Linked DNA regions of Canis lupus: region 1 is linked to region 2. A link is a contact called in public Hi-C data. All regions are on one chromosome and are shown on one strand. Each heading gives the region's core, a stretch centred on a gene start, on an enhancer-like site or on the middle of the called end of the contact. The rest is flanking DNA. Distances are from core to core; before and after follow the strand shown.

What was found. Hi-C and Micro-C count contacts between places; a contact is called where the count stands out from the background.
Region 1: a contact with region 2 is called in a Hi-C map of skin fibroblasts, with 2.1 times the contacts expected there. The contact joins the promoter of FRY here to the promoter of ZAR1L in region 2. A contact is called at or near these places in 4 of 9 Hi-C or Micro-C datasets (amygdala, blood, liver and 1 more).

What each region holds. Positions count from the first base shown.
Region 1 is chr25:8,142,819-8,149,806 of UU_Cfam_GSD_1.0, reverse strand. It overlaps FRY (protein furry homolog), which reads left to right and starts at 2,795. Exons shown (of 61, transcript XM_038573337.1): 1 at 2,795-3,065. The coding sequence starts at 2,996.
Region 2 is chr25:7,844,868-7,852,679 of UU_Cfam_GSD_1.0, reverse strand. It overlaps ZAR1L (ZAR1-like protein), which reads right to left and starts at 1,381. Exons shown (of 4, transcript XM_038573332.1): 1 at 231-1,381. The coding sequence starts at 896. It overlaps BRCA2 (BRCA2 DNA repair associated), which reads left to right and starts at 2,696. Exons shown (of 27, transcript NM_001006653.4): 1 at 2,696-2,864; 2 at 3,578-3,683; 3 at 6,499-6,729. The coding sequence starts at 3,617.

The DNA of each region.
Region 1 (6,988 bases), core at 1,546-4,045, 300 kb before region 2:
AGGTGATGTTATTATCATGTCTCAGGTCACTTTCTGACTTTTTTTTCCCACTCTTGGATACCACTTCCTGAGGACCTTTCAGCTTTTCTGTATTACTGCTACTTTTCTCTGAGCCTCCAACAACTATGCCTAATCCCTTGCTTAAAGATTCATTATATAGTTGCCTAAGATTATTAAGGAAAGACTCCTCATTCCTCTTAAATGACATCTGAAGTCTCATAACAAGCCAGAAACAAATTCAAATTTTATTTTGTATTTTAGGTCCCTCTGTTCAGGTGCCTGTTCTGACTACACTTTTTTTTATAAGTGTCCCCACCCCCGCCAGAGAGGAGACAAAAAGATAAATGTTTTATCCCAGCTTGCAGCAGGTGTCATTCTATTTGATTTGTAGGCCTTTCAACAAAACAAAAGGCCTTTTCTGTTCTTTTACATTATATGCTCTCTTTAAAGGTACTCAAATGAGGAGGAAAAAAAAAGCACACATGATCAAGATTTCTGATTCTAACGGTCAGAAACTGGGCTCTTAGTTACTGATTCCCTCTTCACAGGGAAAATGAGATGCCATTAAAAACATTCTTTTCTCAATAGCATTTAAAATTTTATAATCGTTTCCTCTTGAAGTATATGTGAGTGGCATTCTCAGACAATTAATGTGTTTATAGTAGGATTGAAAACTTTGAAAAGCCAGTTAAGATCTCTTTTATAAGGTGGACCAAGATAATCCTTGTATGCTTGAGTAATGATATATAATAGCATGCTTGCTTATTGCAGCTGTTTGAAATGTCTCCAACTTGCTAGCCCCAAATTGTTTCTATTGGTGTCCAAAAATGATATGGATATGACCTTCCAGGTCATACCAGTGGTACAACCATGTGTATAACTTCCAAAGTTTGATTCTGGATGTCACTAAGGGTTCATCAGAAATATCAATATAGCTAAAGCTTAATTGTTTCCTATATGCAAGCCAAACTATGCCGAGCACTTTATTCATAATGTCATCTAATCTTTCCAACAACTGAAGTCGGCACCATCATTATCCCCCTTTTCCAGGTGAGGGAACTGAGACTTAGTGACATTAATAGCTTGCCCCAGGTCTCCTAGCTAGTAAGGTCTGGAGCCAGGTAGGAATCTGGGGCCTGTCTAGAGAGACTTTGTGCTCATTAACTCCAGGGCACGATGCAACCTCCCCATTCATTCATTACCATGGGGAGGCCTCAGAAAGTTGGGTATGGATGTTAGTTTTTGTTTTTGGATGTGATTATTGTTTTGAGGGAAAACCTTCAGGTGCTGTTTTACTTGGAATCCATACATTCAAAGTACAGGTGACAAAACATAATTAGCTTATCAACTAAAACGTGTGAAAATGAAAAGGAAGTCCATCTGATAAGAGACTTCACTGGAATGAAGCACTACTATGAGTAGAGCTGGAAACCTTAGTGGCTGAGGGCTTGGCTTTTGTGTAAGTGTAGGAGCTTGAAAAGCTTATATTGATGGTGCCTTGGGGCATTTCAGGACATGGTACTAGTTCTCTTCAGTGCTCAATTTTAAAAATTCTTCACCTTAAAGTTATAGTGTACTCTTCCCATGTCTTAAAAGCACTGTTAGTCTAAAAAGTCCTATTTGTGTGTTGACTGGAACAGAGTTGCCCAACATTTTTTATGTTCAATAATTATTAATATGGCTTTATTCATTGCCTTGGAAAATATCAATCAGAAATGTACTGGAAAGGGAGAACTATTCTGTGGTGCATGAGGCGGCTGGCCAAATCCCATCTACTCAAAGGCAGCCTGTCAGAATTAAAATGCATTTATTTAATCCCCGGGCCAAGCTATACGATAACACAAAATGAAGCTAACCGAAATCAGGACACCTGATAGCAAGATTTCATGAACTAAAAAAGCCATTGTACAGCAAGGGATCTAATGCCTTTGCTTCTTATCCTTCTAATACAAATAAATAAGCTTCACTGGCCTGTACGATTCTTAGAAATGATAGGTTTGAGAAACAGATCTGTCGTGGAGCCTGACATTCGGTAAACAAGCGGACTGAGCATCCATCCCCTTCAGACACACACATTACTGGTGGGGTGCCTCAAAACGACAAGCCTTTCTAGGAGGGAGAAGCACAAAGTGCAAGGGAAAGAAAAAGCCTAGCTTTCGTACTGCAACAAGGCTGACAGATGGGGCTTTTAAAAAACGTCACTGCAAGCCAGATCCAGGGGTGCAGCTTTGCTTGCTGCAGCGCCATGCAGTTGTGTATATTTCAGGGACAGACACAAGGGGAAGTAGCAGGCAGTGCTCACGAGCGGGCTGCTCCCTGGAAGCATTTCTGGAGAGAGAGGAGCCACAGAAGCTGGGAAATTCCTCCTCCTCCTCCGGCTGAGTCCGGGGCTGAGTGGTGGCTCAGGTTGAGACCGTGGGCAGGGGCAGGGACCGGGGGCGGCGCTCCCAGCCCATCCCTCAGCCCAGCGGAGAGCTGTGTGGGCTGAGCTGTCTGCACCGTGTCAGGGAGGCCAGCCAGGAAACCCGCCCTCCCGAGGGAAAACGGATCACAGTTCAGGTGGGGACTTCCTTGGTAGCGTACCTGGCTGGAGCAGAGCATGTGGGCGGCCGGCGGCAGGCGGCTCTGGTTATGGCAGCCCAGAAATGAAAGCAGCGGCCGCCGCCGCCTCTGAGGGCTGCAGGCAGATCAGCACCCAGCAAATAAGAAGCAAGTCCTGGACCCCGAGGAGGAGGAGGAGGAGGAGGAGGAGGTGGTGGTGGTGGTGGTGGTGGTGGAGGAGGAGGAGGAGCGGCCGAGCATCTCTCTCCTGCTCCTTGGTGTCCTTTAAATGAGGACTCCCTGCCCGAGCCGGAGGTAGATCTGCAGAGCCTTCCTTTCCGCGGCTGACCCCCGCTTACATCACTAACCTGTGACAGGCACATCTCCACGCCCGGTACCTGCTCCGCCAGCGGCTCCCAGTACAGTCCCGGGAGCCTCTTTGTATACCGCCGACATGGCCAGCCAGCAGGATTCCGGCTTCTTTGAGATCAGTATCAAATATTTACTGAAATCCTGGAGTAATAGTGAGTAATAGAAAATAACCTTTTTTGTTTGTTTGCTGGGTGTTGCGTAAGGTTCGAGAAATAAAATCTCAACTGGAGGCATAAGCTGGTGAGCAGGGAAGTTTTTTTGGTTTGGTCTGCTATGAAAATCAAAATGTCAGAGACTGACCTAGCTTTCCTTAAGTGCAAAGGCTGCAGTGGAATCACAGTAGATTTTGTTTGATTAAATTTTCAAGTGAGATGGCCCTTCAGACTCTGGCAGGGCTCAGGATGGGGCATTCTAGGCTGCACTTTCTGCCTTAATGTTTATTTGATAAGGGTTTATCTAAGTATTTTGTGAAGTGTGGTTTAATCGAAGGGGTGTGGCAGGGTTTCAGAGTAGTTCATAATTGTTTTATTAGGGCATTGTCTGCAGAAAAAAAGTACTTTATAGTCCAAAACCTGGAGTCATCTCTTTTGTATATAGAGGCATTTGCAGGATTTTTTTTTTTTTAAGTCTCTCCCTTGTCCATGTGGATGATGTTCAGAATGCTATTTAATATTTGGATTTGTGAAAATCCTGATGTGTTATAGTCCAAACTAACAACAAGCTTTGCTGAAATATAAACAAGGTTCTGACCCGGATCATTTATTAGGATATCAGAATGTTATGGCTTCTGAAGTTCCATTACTGACCTACTTAAAGATTTTAGCAATAACATATTTCAAAAGGACAGCCTCTAAGGCATCATGGATCTGGAATCAAATTAAAATGAGGCCTTCAGGTGATCAGTGATGTCCGTGTTTTCTGAATAGTTCAAAAACAAAGTCTCCTCTATTTCTCCATCAGCCTTTGTGCTTGCTCTGGATAAAGACCCGCAGGTATTACAGATCCTTAATTGTTTGAAATTTTAAAAAACCTTCCAAGAAAAATTCTGATGCTGTATTACATGCATGCTAATTAACCGACCTGTGCTCAAAGAGCTGACAATTAATTATCCCCTACCCAGATGACCTGTGGCCAAGATTGTTCTTATGTAAACAGAACCTGGGCAGGAGAACCTGTGCCATAATTGCTTTAAGAAAAGAGCCAGAGTACCTTCAGCCTTAAGGTATTCAGGGATATGTATCTCTAAATGATATCCAAAGAAACCATTTTTTCCCCAGGTAATTTTGCACCACTGTATACATGATGAGGCTTGTCTGAAGCTGTTTTTCTACAAGTGGGAAGCCATTTGGGAGTCATACTGTCACCCAAGTAGCATTCCTTTATTTGTTGTAGTCGTAATTCATTTATCTTGGATCCATTATTTGTATAATACTTCACACTCAAGGATGAATCTTCCTTTGTTTATCCATTCTTTGATAAATGAAAGGGATCTGACACCCAGAGTTCTTAATGGAGCAGTTTTCCAATAACTGGAAGGACTTACTGTGAGTTTGACAATAGTATATGGTTTTGAATCCTCATTTTTAGTACACCAAGGCCAGATGATTTCCTATCAATTTTTGTCATTGTCTCATTAGAGAGAAAATTATGTGTGACAGTACTGAGGCCAGTGGGATTTCTTTTAAAATCTTTCTCCCCTTGTCAATTTTCAAATTACTCTAGACAAAGTGTGCATTCTCTCCACCTTTCCTAACTCACCCCCACCCCTACACACACACACACACACACACAGAGGCACGCTCACTCTCTCACATCAGGAAATGGTTCAAAATGACTGTTCATATCTACTTTGAGAGTATCCGGGACACAATTTTGATTTCTTTCAATTCATTCAGCAGATATTTCTTCAACATCTACTATGTCAGGCTGTGAGGCTACAAAGGGGAATAAGACACCATACCTGCCCTCTCTCTTCATTTCTTCATTACAGGAGAGTGAACTTGGTGATTCTATTTAGCGTTCCTTTGGAAGTCAGAATGCTTTTCAGTCCTTTCTGGAAAGAGGAAGAGGAAATATACTTTATGCTTCATGTTCTTTAAGCTTATTGCAACACTAACTTGTTTATAACCTAGCTTAGCTCTCGGTTTTACATATTGTCAGTAGCAAAGAGAGAAAGGAGTTTGTCTGTGTGTAGAAAACAGTAGCCTCGGGGCTTTGACCTACTCAGTGTAACCTGGCTGAGAGGCTGCATCATGGAGCCAGCAGCCCATCGGCCAGCATCATAGGTTTGAGAGGCCAGGATGCCTGCCCACATACCTGAGTAGAGAACTAGGCTCCTAATTATATAGTGGTGCTTATTTATAAAAGTACGACAATTAAAAAGCAATAAAACAAACTGTGTAACTATGGCTGACTGCTTAACAAGGTGGTAGTAAGAGGAGAGAGGATTCCAAGAGCATGCCCGTTAAGATTTCCATTCATTTTTTTTAAAGGGCACATTGTGGAGGAAATGTAATTTCGTGTATATCTGTCTCCTCTGAAGAATTAACAAGTCAATTAAATCAGTCATTGCCTGGTGAGATGTGTTAGCTTTTTATTCAGTGTTCCTTTTGACAGTCTTCTTCATTGACATGCCCACTCTGTCAGGCTGCCCTTTCATTTTAATGGAGTTGGGAATTAAAATGGCCTTGATGTCTGGAAATAAAATGTCCTTTGTAGACCTAGCTGGGGGAGGCTTTCCTTAGTCCCTGGGACCCCCCTCCCCTTAAGTCCTGTGCTCCTTCCCCAGTCATATCTAGACTTTCCCACAGCCATTTAGTGATTCTCACAGCTGCTCCCTTTGGGGGCCACAGCCATAGCTTCCACAGGCCTTTCTCAGATTAACCTGGAATGCTCTGGTGGTCTCCCTGGAGCGTCAAGGTCCCCCTGATGCGGAGGGGGCTTCTGAAGAGGCTTCTGCCAGCATTTCGAAGTCCAGACCACTTCTCCCTCTTGCCCCTGAGTCTGTGACTACCATTCAAGACCCTCTTGGGACTCCTCATTGGGCCTCTCTCTCTGTTCTTCTGCTCCAGCCAGATTTATTTATTTATTTATTTATTTATTTATTTATTTATTTATTTAATTTTTCCAGCCAGATTTAATCGGCTCATCCCTCTTGTGCATTTTACCAACTTGTGCCCTACCCTGTGCCTATACACACGCCAGCCCCCTGATCTGGCATGCCCTCTGTTAGAATACACAAGTTGCAGGACCAGATAGGCTTGGTTCAGGTCTCTATCTCCTGCACTTGCATTGGCCTTTGACAATTAGTTAACTTCTCTCTGCTTCATTTTTCTCCTCAGTAAAATGGAAGCAAAAATAACAGATGCTTCACAGAAGTAAATGGGGTATTTAAGGATTAAAGCACTTAGAATAATATCTAGCACATCATAAACATTCAATAAATGTTAAAATAATATGAATGTATTCCAAGACTCCCCTCACTTCTCAACCCACTTAAAATCAGGGTCAGGCCCCTTTTCTTCCTAGTATTGACATTATTTGTGGATTATTCTATGAGTAGTCAACACTTGCTACACCCCTAGAGAAGGGGAACTGTGTGAATATGCCAGAAATAGTTGCTTACTTTGAGCCATTTCTTTTCTAGATTTGTTACCATTATTTCCTTTTCTACTTCAGCTATTATTAGAATATTCCTACCTTCCCTAAGTAAATACCTTGGGCAGCACAGGAGATGTCCTGGCAATGTCCTCAGTGGCAGGAAGTCCTCTTGGCCTTTCAGATTTGCTACAAAGTTTGGAGCAGATAGTTCCAAGCTACTTCAGAGGAAAGAAAGGCGTGCTTTTTATTGATGTATAGAGCTAGTGTAGGGGCTCTCCCAACCATCTGAAACCTCTCACTGGCATTCCTTGGCCCTGGTGTCCAAACGAACACAGGGCCCTATGAACACAGGTATATTCCAAACATATTCAACATCTTGATCTTTCCAGTGCAGTTTGTCTTTCTTACATTTGTCAATTCTTGCTACTCCAGAGAGGGGAACTTTTGAATGCTTGTTAACTCTTTCAGGTAACAA
Region 2 (7,812 bases), core at 132-2,631:
CAATAGTAATGGCCATGAGACTTTCTGTTTTCACATGTTTAAAGTTGTCCCCCTATTTGACCAAAAAGTTACAAAACCTATAGGCCACGTAAAACACATTTCCAGAACTACCTCTCCATCAAGTAAAAGGAGAAAGTGAAAGACGATTTTGCTCTGTTGGCCCAGAAATGGAAAAGAGAAAGGTGGGATGAGGCTAGCTGAGACCTGAGGACAGGTAGGAGAAAGTTCACCTGGAAAGTGGGTTTCCTGAGCAGATCTGCTCCACCAACTCCCTGTGCCTGCTTACTCTTCTCTTTCCGAGGACTTGAGGCGTCTTCCTCCTCCAACTCATTGTGCTGGTGAGGCTCCTCCTGCTTGTCTTCTTCTGACCTTGGCATTGGTGGTGGCTGCTGCTGCTGCTGCTCACTGGCCTCAGTGGGATGCAAAAGAGCCTTCCTCTCTTGGTCTTCCCCTTCCCTCTGCAGCTGAATCAAGCTCCTGTGGCCCATGACTGGTGAATAGACTCCCCAGGCTGTCAGGGGTGCCTTGTGGCCTGCACTGCCCCAAGGGGAGCGGCTGCACAGGGTGCGAGGCCCCAGCGAGCACTGCACAGACTTGTCTACCCGTGGGCTCACTTGCACACCCACTTCCCTGGTGTTGGCCCTATAAAGCTGCAAGCTCAGACTGGGGTTCATCTGAGAGAGAATGGCCTTAAGCTGTGCCCTCTTGTAAGGGTCCATGCAGTAGTGAGAGGCATTGGCAGGCACCAGCAACCCAGGCCTGGCCAGGAAATTGGGGGGACCAGTATTTCGCCTCCAGTCAGGCTGTTCGTGTTCAGAGAGTCCAGGATGACCCAAAGGCACTGTATTCCCATAGCCCTGGTACAAGCCATAGGGAACACGGACAAGACGCTCCATCTGCTCACCTGGTGCCCAGGCGCAGCACAATATTCCTGGGCGGTTTCTGTCTCCTAGTTTTGCCTTCCACCTTCATCCACCCCTTCTTTTTCCTGATCAAGTTAGTACAGGTTCATTCCAAGCTTCTCCCTTTATTTCAGATTCCAATGGGAGCTGCTGCCTATTACCCTAATTAAAGGAGGACAGGAGATCTACCTATCTAGAGGTCTAATTTCCACCTGATTCCTAATTGCTCTTCCCTACCTCTCCAATACACTCTTCCTGAATCTTTTTCAAAGCTGTTTTTTATTTCTGACTTCTTATTCACACACATGCTTTCATCAGCAAGTCACCCGTGTATCCTATAATAACTATTTTAGAGATCTTGTTTTAAAGCATATAGTAAATCAAATACAAGTAGTAAGTTATTGAAGCAGCAAAGTAGAAGAGTATATTACGGCAGAGCTAATGAATACAAAGACCCTAGAGCCACAGAAGCAAGGAGAATAGTGTTATGGGCGGGGGGGGGGGGGGGGGGGGGGGGGTGTAGGGGTGTATATAGTGCGAGAAAATGTATTTCAGAGGGTCTTACTGCATGCCAACAGTTCTCATTAACTCACTCCTAGTGAGGACCCATTTCCAAAAAGGTGAAAAAAGCAAGTTGTTTTAATTTACAGGGTAAATGGAAACTGAAACACGGGCTATGTATCTGAAATCAAAGGGAATTGAATGGAAACCTGAGCCTTGTCACTAGGCAAGTTACTTAACCAGATGATTTGGTTTCCCCATCTGACAATACTAACCAATTTACAGGATTTTTTAAATAAGATTTAATGTGATACTACTACATAGCACAAAACAGAATAAATCATGAATGTTCAGTAAGCGGGAACCACCACAGGCTTCAGTGTCTGTGTCGGGAAGGCTCCCTGCTGCAGCTAAAGACTACGATCCAACTAAAGCGCCGCCTATGTAGCCAGCTAGAGGCCACCCTTTTTCTAATCCAAGGCTGTTTCGCTGTTTACTGCTCCAGAGCTTCCCGGAAGCACCAAGGCCTAGGGGTAGCTCAGTCCACACCAGCTGAAAGTTTTCTAGGTTATACAACAAACCTGAATTAAGCTTCGTGCTAATGCCACAGACCCTTCTCCCAGGGCGACTTGGAGAGAAGACAGGCAGAGCCAGGTGACTGGCCCCCCGAGAATGTAAAGGACGCTGCGGGAGCCCGCGGAAGGTGCAGCGCCTAACACTGCAGGAGCGGGTTAAAGTGGTTCCACAGGTTTTCAAGGGGGCAAGCCGGCTTCGAGGGCTCGGAAACCGGCCACCCAGGAGCAGCCCACGGACTAACTGACGCCCGCTGGTCCAGGTCGCATCCCGATCCAGCCACCGGGGCAGTCGGCCACAACCACGTTGACACTGGCGGGCGGACGCCCGCTCTACGGGCAGAGTAAAGGTCTGTCAAAGACCCCGGGTCAGGCCGCCCGCGGCCACCCAAACGCGAGGTGGAGTAGAGAGAATGGGGAGGAGGCGGGGAGTATACACGGGGCGCGGTGACCCCCAGCAGCGCCGCGTCGAGCTGCGAAGGGCTCAGGGAGAGGAGAGCGAGCACCCCGACTCCCTCTTCACACGGTTCCAGGCCGACCGCCCAGCAGCCGAACGAGGACTCGGCTTTCGCCACACGGACGCGCCCGCCGCCCGCCGCCCGCTCCCCGCCCCCTGCCCCCTGCCCAGAACCCGACTTCCGGGAGGCGCGCACGCTGCGTGTCGCGTCATGCGTCACTGCGTGTCGCGTCGGCGGAGCGGGTTTTTGGCGCGAGGATCTGAAAGAAGGTCGGCGGAGGCGGAGGCGGAGCTGCTGGGGCTTGGCGCTCTGGAAGTCGTCCCAGCCGCGGGTCGCCGAGGAAAGGAGCCTGCGGGTCAGCTTTCTGGCCGAAGTGCCGGCGCGAATTTGTTAGCCGTCTCCGGCCAAAAAGAGCGGCACCTCGGAAGGCGGTTAGTGTTGGCTGGGTGGAGACGGACGGGCCTGTCTTCCGCGGCGTGAGGCGGCGGGGGCGGCGCCTCTTCTTCACGGGGCGAGGGCCGGGGCCTCCTGCCCCCACGGCCTCTGCAGCCTCTCACCCACCGGGAGAAAAGGGCCCACGGTTCGGCTCCTCAGCGAGGCAAACGCGAGCCCCGCCCCTTCCCTGGACTCCGCTTCCCCACTTCGCGCCCCGCCAGCCGCCCGGGTTCGCCCTGAGCTGCCCCAGATGTCCCAGCCTGAAATTTCCTTAATCGGAAATACGATGAATTACTTTAACGGACAGTTAATTTTAGAAAATGTTTCACAGCTCCTGGCACACTGTCTGCCTTGCTTAACCCCCAGGCAGTTGCTGCGTTACGAAGATTTACTGATGTGACGTTGTCAGAAGGTACCTCTAATAGGAACCTGTTGCTGACCTGTGCACCCCCCAGCCACACTATTTAAATAACATTTACAGTGCTGTCCGTGAGCCACACCTGCCGCGTTTCGAATGCTTGATGCGGCTAGTGCCACCGTACTGGACAGCGTATATATAGAATGCTCCCATGGTCGCAGTGAGTTGGATTATTGTCCCAAAACATAGGACCGAGGTACATAAGCAGTGTGTTTATCAGCTTCTGATTTTACCTCAGTCGGTTAACCAGGACTGCATCCCTGTGAAGTGTTATTTTGGTGTCTTTTGCAGAGTTATTTACCAAGCACTGGAGTAATATTGTAGATAAAAATGCCTGTTGGATGCAAAGAGAGGCCAACATTTTTTGAAATTTTTAAGACGCGGTGCAATCAAGCAGGTATTGACAAATTTTATATACATCGATCATTTACACTGAGAAAATGTCTTCAGAAAAATACGTAACTGTGCATGCTTGCTGAAAAGAAGCCAACATTTCACGTTTTTGTTTTCACTATGAACTGTTCTGTCAATGCGGTCGTAAGTCAGTTAAGAAAATGATCATTTACCATTATCCAAATGATAAGTATAGAACCTTAGGGATAATGAGGAGACTCACCTCTTGATGAGCAGTAGGAAGAACTGTTTTTAAAGCACAGAACTTTTAGCAAACCTTAAGCGTTGGTACTGTCACTTTAAATCTTTTTTTTTTTAATATTTTATTTATTTATTCGAGAGAGAGAGAGAGAGAGAGAGAGAGGCAGAGACACAGGCAGAGGGAGAAGGAGGCTCCATGCACCGGGAGCCCGACGTGGGATTCGATCCTGGGTCTCCAGGATCGCACCCTGGGCCAAAGGCAGGCGCCAAACCGCTGAGCCACTCAGGGATCCTGGTACTGTCACTTTATATCAGAAGTTGTTTGACTTTTTAGTCTCCGTACTCCTTACACTCTTGAAAATGATTGAGGACTTCAAGGAGCATTTGTTTTTAAAAATGTTTATTCACTTAAAAATAACAAATCCATTGCATATTAACACAAACATTTTTTTAACACAAACATTTTTATGAAAAATACTGTCTCCCCCCCCCCTTTTCCCCCGCAAAAAGAAGAGTGGCACTGTTTCACAATTTTGCAGTTCTCTTTAATATCTGGCTTAGTAGAAGATAGCTAGATTCTCATACCTGTTTCTGCATTTATTTTTTTTTAAGATTTTATTTTTATTTATTCATGAGAGACACAGTAAAAGGCAGAGACACAGGCAGAGGGAGAAACAGGCTCCCTTTGAGGATGCCAGGATCATGCCTTGAGCCAAAGACAGATACTCAATCACTGAGCCACCCAGGTGCCTCTGTTTCTGCATTTAATCTGTTCCAGTATATTGTTTTGGTAGAAGTATATAAAAAAAAGCCAGCTTCACACAACAATGTAACTGAAAAAAGGAGTATTTCAGTAGTCTTCAGTTAATTGTGGGTATCTTTCTTTGATAATACACCAAAACTTGACAAGTAGTAGTTTTAAGAGTTGCAGTATGGAATTGGATACCATATTATGAACTTTCATCCTCTTTGTTACATTTAATTCTATTAGTCTTTCTTGCACTTTGAATAAATCTTTTATCTGTGTTGTAACATCAGGCACTGATCATTTGGAAAATGTCAGTGTTCTGAATTACACAGATATTCCATATATTGACACATTGTCTTAAACTGTAAAAATTAAATTCATTAATTCACTGACCTCATCAGAAAAGTCTTAAGATTAGGAAGATGTCAAGTTTACAGAGGCAAATAAAGTTTAACAAAATTCTTTTTTTTTTTTTTTTTTTTTAAGATTTTATTTATTTCTTCATGAGAGAGTGAGAGAGGCAGAGACATAGGCAGAGGGAAAAGCAGGCTCCCTTCAGGGAACCTGATGTGATGCGGGACTTGATCCGGGAACTCCGGGATCATGTCCTAAGCCAAAGTCACACACTCAACAGCTGAGCCACCCAGGCATCTCCAAAGTTTAACGAAATTCTAATTACCATTTAAAAGATCCCATTTTGGGGTGCCCAAAGGGTGGCTCAGATGGTTAAGCATCCTACTCTTGATCTCAGCTTAGGCCTTCATCTGAGTCATGAGTTCGAGCCCCACATTGGATGCTGCACTGGGTATGGAGCCTACTTTTAAATGTTTTTAAATAAAAAAGAGTCCTCATTTTATCATTGGCAACAAACTTTTTTTCTGCAGTGACAGGCTCACTTCATTTTCAAGAAAGTGCCTACCAAATTACCCAACTCAAAATGATTTGTTATTCCTTCTACTAAAAATGGCTTTCCATGAAAAAAGTGCTAATTCAGCTCCTAACTCCTCATGAGTGCTTTTTTAGACAACTGTTGTACTTAGTATACAAAAATGCTTTATGCATACTTTACATTTTGTCACAGAGAATATTAAGAAGATGTGTTCAAGGGTTGGGCTTTATAAAACTAATTTTTCCTGCTTCATTTATGGTTTTTTAATTTAGACTCGCTTTTTAGTTTTGTTTTTGACAAGTGCATGATGTGTATACAATTATTAGCACAGTTTATTGCCACTGCCTTGACTCATGCCAAGATGTCATCAGTTTTATCCACCAGAGGTGCAAATGTCAACATTATGAAAAAGAGAAACGGTGCTTTAGTATTATGAAAATAGCTTTTACTTTATGGTCTCCTGAAATTCTCTTGGGGACCTTCCCCCTGCCCAGCCCCTGCCATAGTCCACAGACCACACGATGAAAATCAGTACTTTAAGGGTGGATACATCAGAGTAGAGACTTTGTCATTTTTTTTTTTTTAACAAAGAGTCTTTTTATTCTATTTTATTTCTGAGTCTACATGTTCCTGTACTTATAGATTTTTCACATCGATTTATATATAGTCTTTGTAATTAAATTGTATCTGTGGAATGCATTCTTACTATGACTTTCTGAATCATGAATATAAGAGAAAGAAAACTTTAGTAAAGCTAGCTAATATAGCTTGGAGCAATTACCTTGTAACTTTTGTAAACTGTTATACCTTGCTACAGATTGAAAGGAGAATAGGTTAATAATCTTGTTTAATTAATATGCTTTAACAAAGTAATCTACAGTCAAAATGTCAAGCGTCCTTTTCTGTATTATGATTTTTACAGACTCATGAACTTACCTGTCACTGATTAAAACCAAGGTGGAATTTTTATTTTTCTTACAGATTTAGGACCAATAAGCCTTAATTGGTTTGAAGAACTTTCTTTAGAAGCTCCACCCTATAATTCTGAACCCACAGAAGAATCTGGTTATAAAATCAGCTATGAACCAAACCTATTTAAAACACCACAAAGGAAACCTTATAATCAGTTGGCTTCAACTCCAATAGTATTCAGAGAGCCAATATACCAACAATCTCCTTTAAAAGAATTAGATAAATACAGATTAGATTCAGGTAAGTAATGTGGTGCAGTAAACTAGGGAGAAACATATACCAGGAATTCAGACCAACCTATGTTAAAACTCCCAGATCTATTGTTAATTGTGTCATGTTGGTCAAATCAACTTCTTCCGCTCACTTTCCCCACTTGGAAAATGGAGATAGTGAAAATAATGTCTGATGAATTTGGATTAAATAAAACAGCATGGGTACTTAGTTGTGGTCCTTTTCCTCCCTCCTTTGATTAATATATTCTGCCTAGTGAGATTTGTTAAATTATGTCTTTCCTGTACCAAAAAAAGGACTTGTTTTGATGTTAATTAAATAAACTCCGTTCCTGCAGGTTATCACAGAGGACAGAAAAGGTTATTTTTAACAGTTTTCTTTAAATGTCTTTTGACTTGGTGGTAGTTTACCTGGCATATGCACCAGATAATCCAATCAATCATGTAATGAAATTATATATTCAGTTATTCAAGTGTTTATTAGCTATTTAAGTGACATATTGTCCATTTTTTTGGAGTATGACTCTCAAGGAGAATTGACAGTAGAAGGGGAACAGTCTTAAGATTGAATGTGGTATATGTGAAAAGCAAAGTACAAAAAGTACAAAGAAAGTTGAGAAGAAAGAACATGAATAGGTTTGGGAGGAATTAGGGAGTGATTCATTTGAATTAAACTTTGAAGGATAGGTGAGATTCAAAAATAGAGTAATAATGTACTAGGCCGAGGGGAAAACAGGAGGAGGATGATGTAGTTTAAGAGAATGTTAAGTAATTCAGATTGCTTGGAATATTGCATATCTAAAAGGGACCAATAAGTTTAACCTAAGGCTAAAAAAAAGCACGTAGAGCTGGATATTGAATGCCACACTTAAAATGAATTTATTTGATCGGTTGTTGAGCAGAAAAATCAAATGTAAATTTTATCATGCTACTACCTGCTTCAAACTTTTGATTATGTCCCTTTGCCTTCTTGATAATATCTTAACTCCTTAATATGATTTACAAGGTTCTTTATAATCTGGTCTCTTACTAACTCTTTCCTCATGCTGCCATAATCCCCCTCTCACCCATCTTCAATTTGCCATTCATTCAT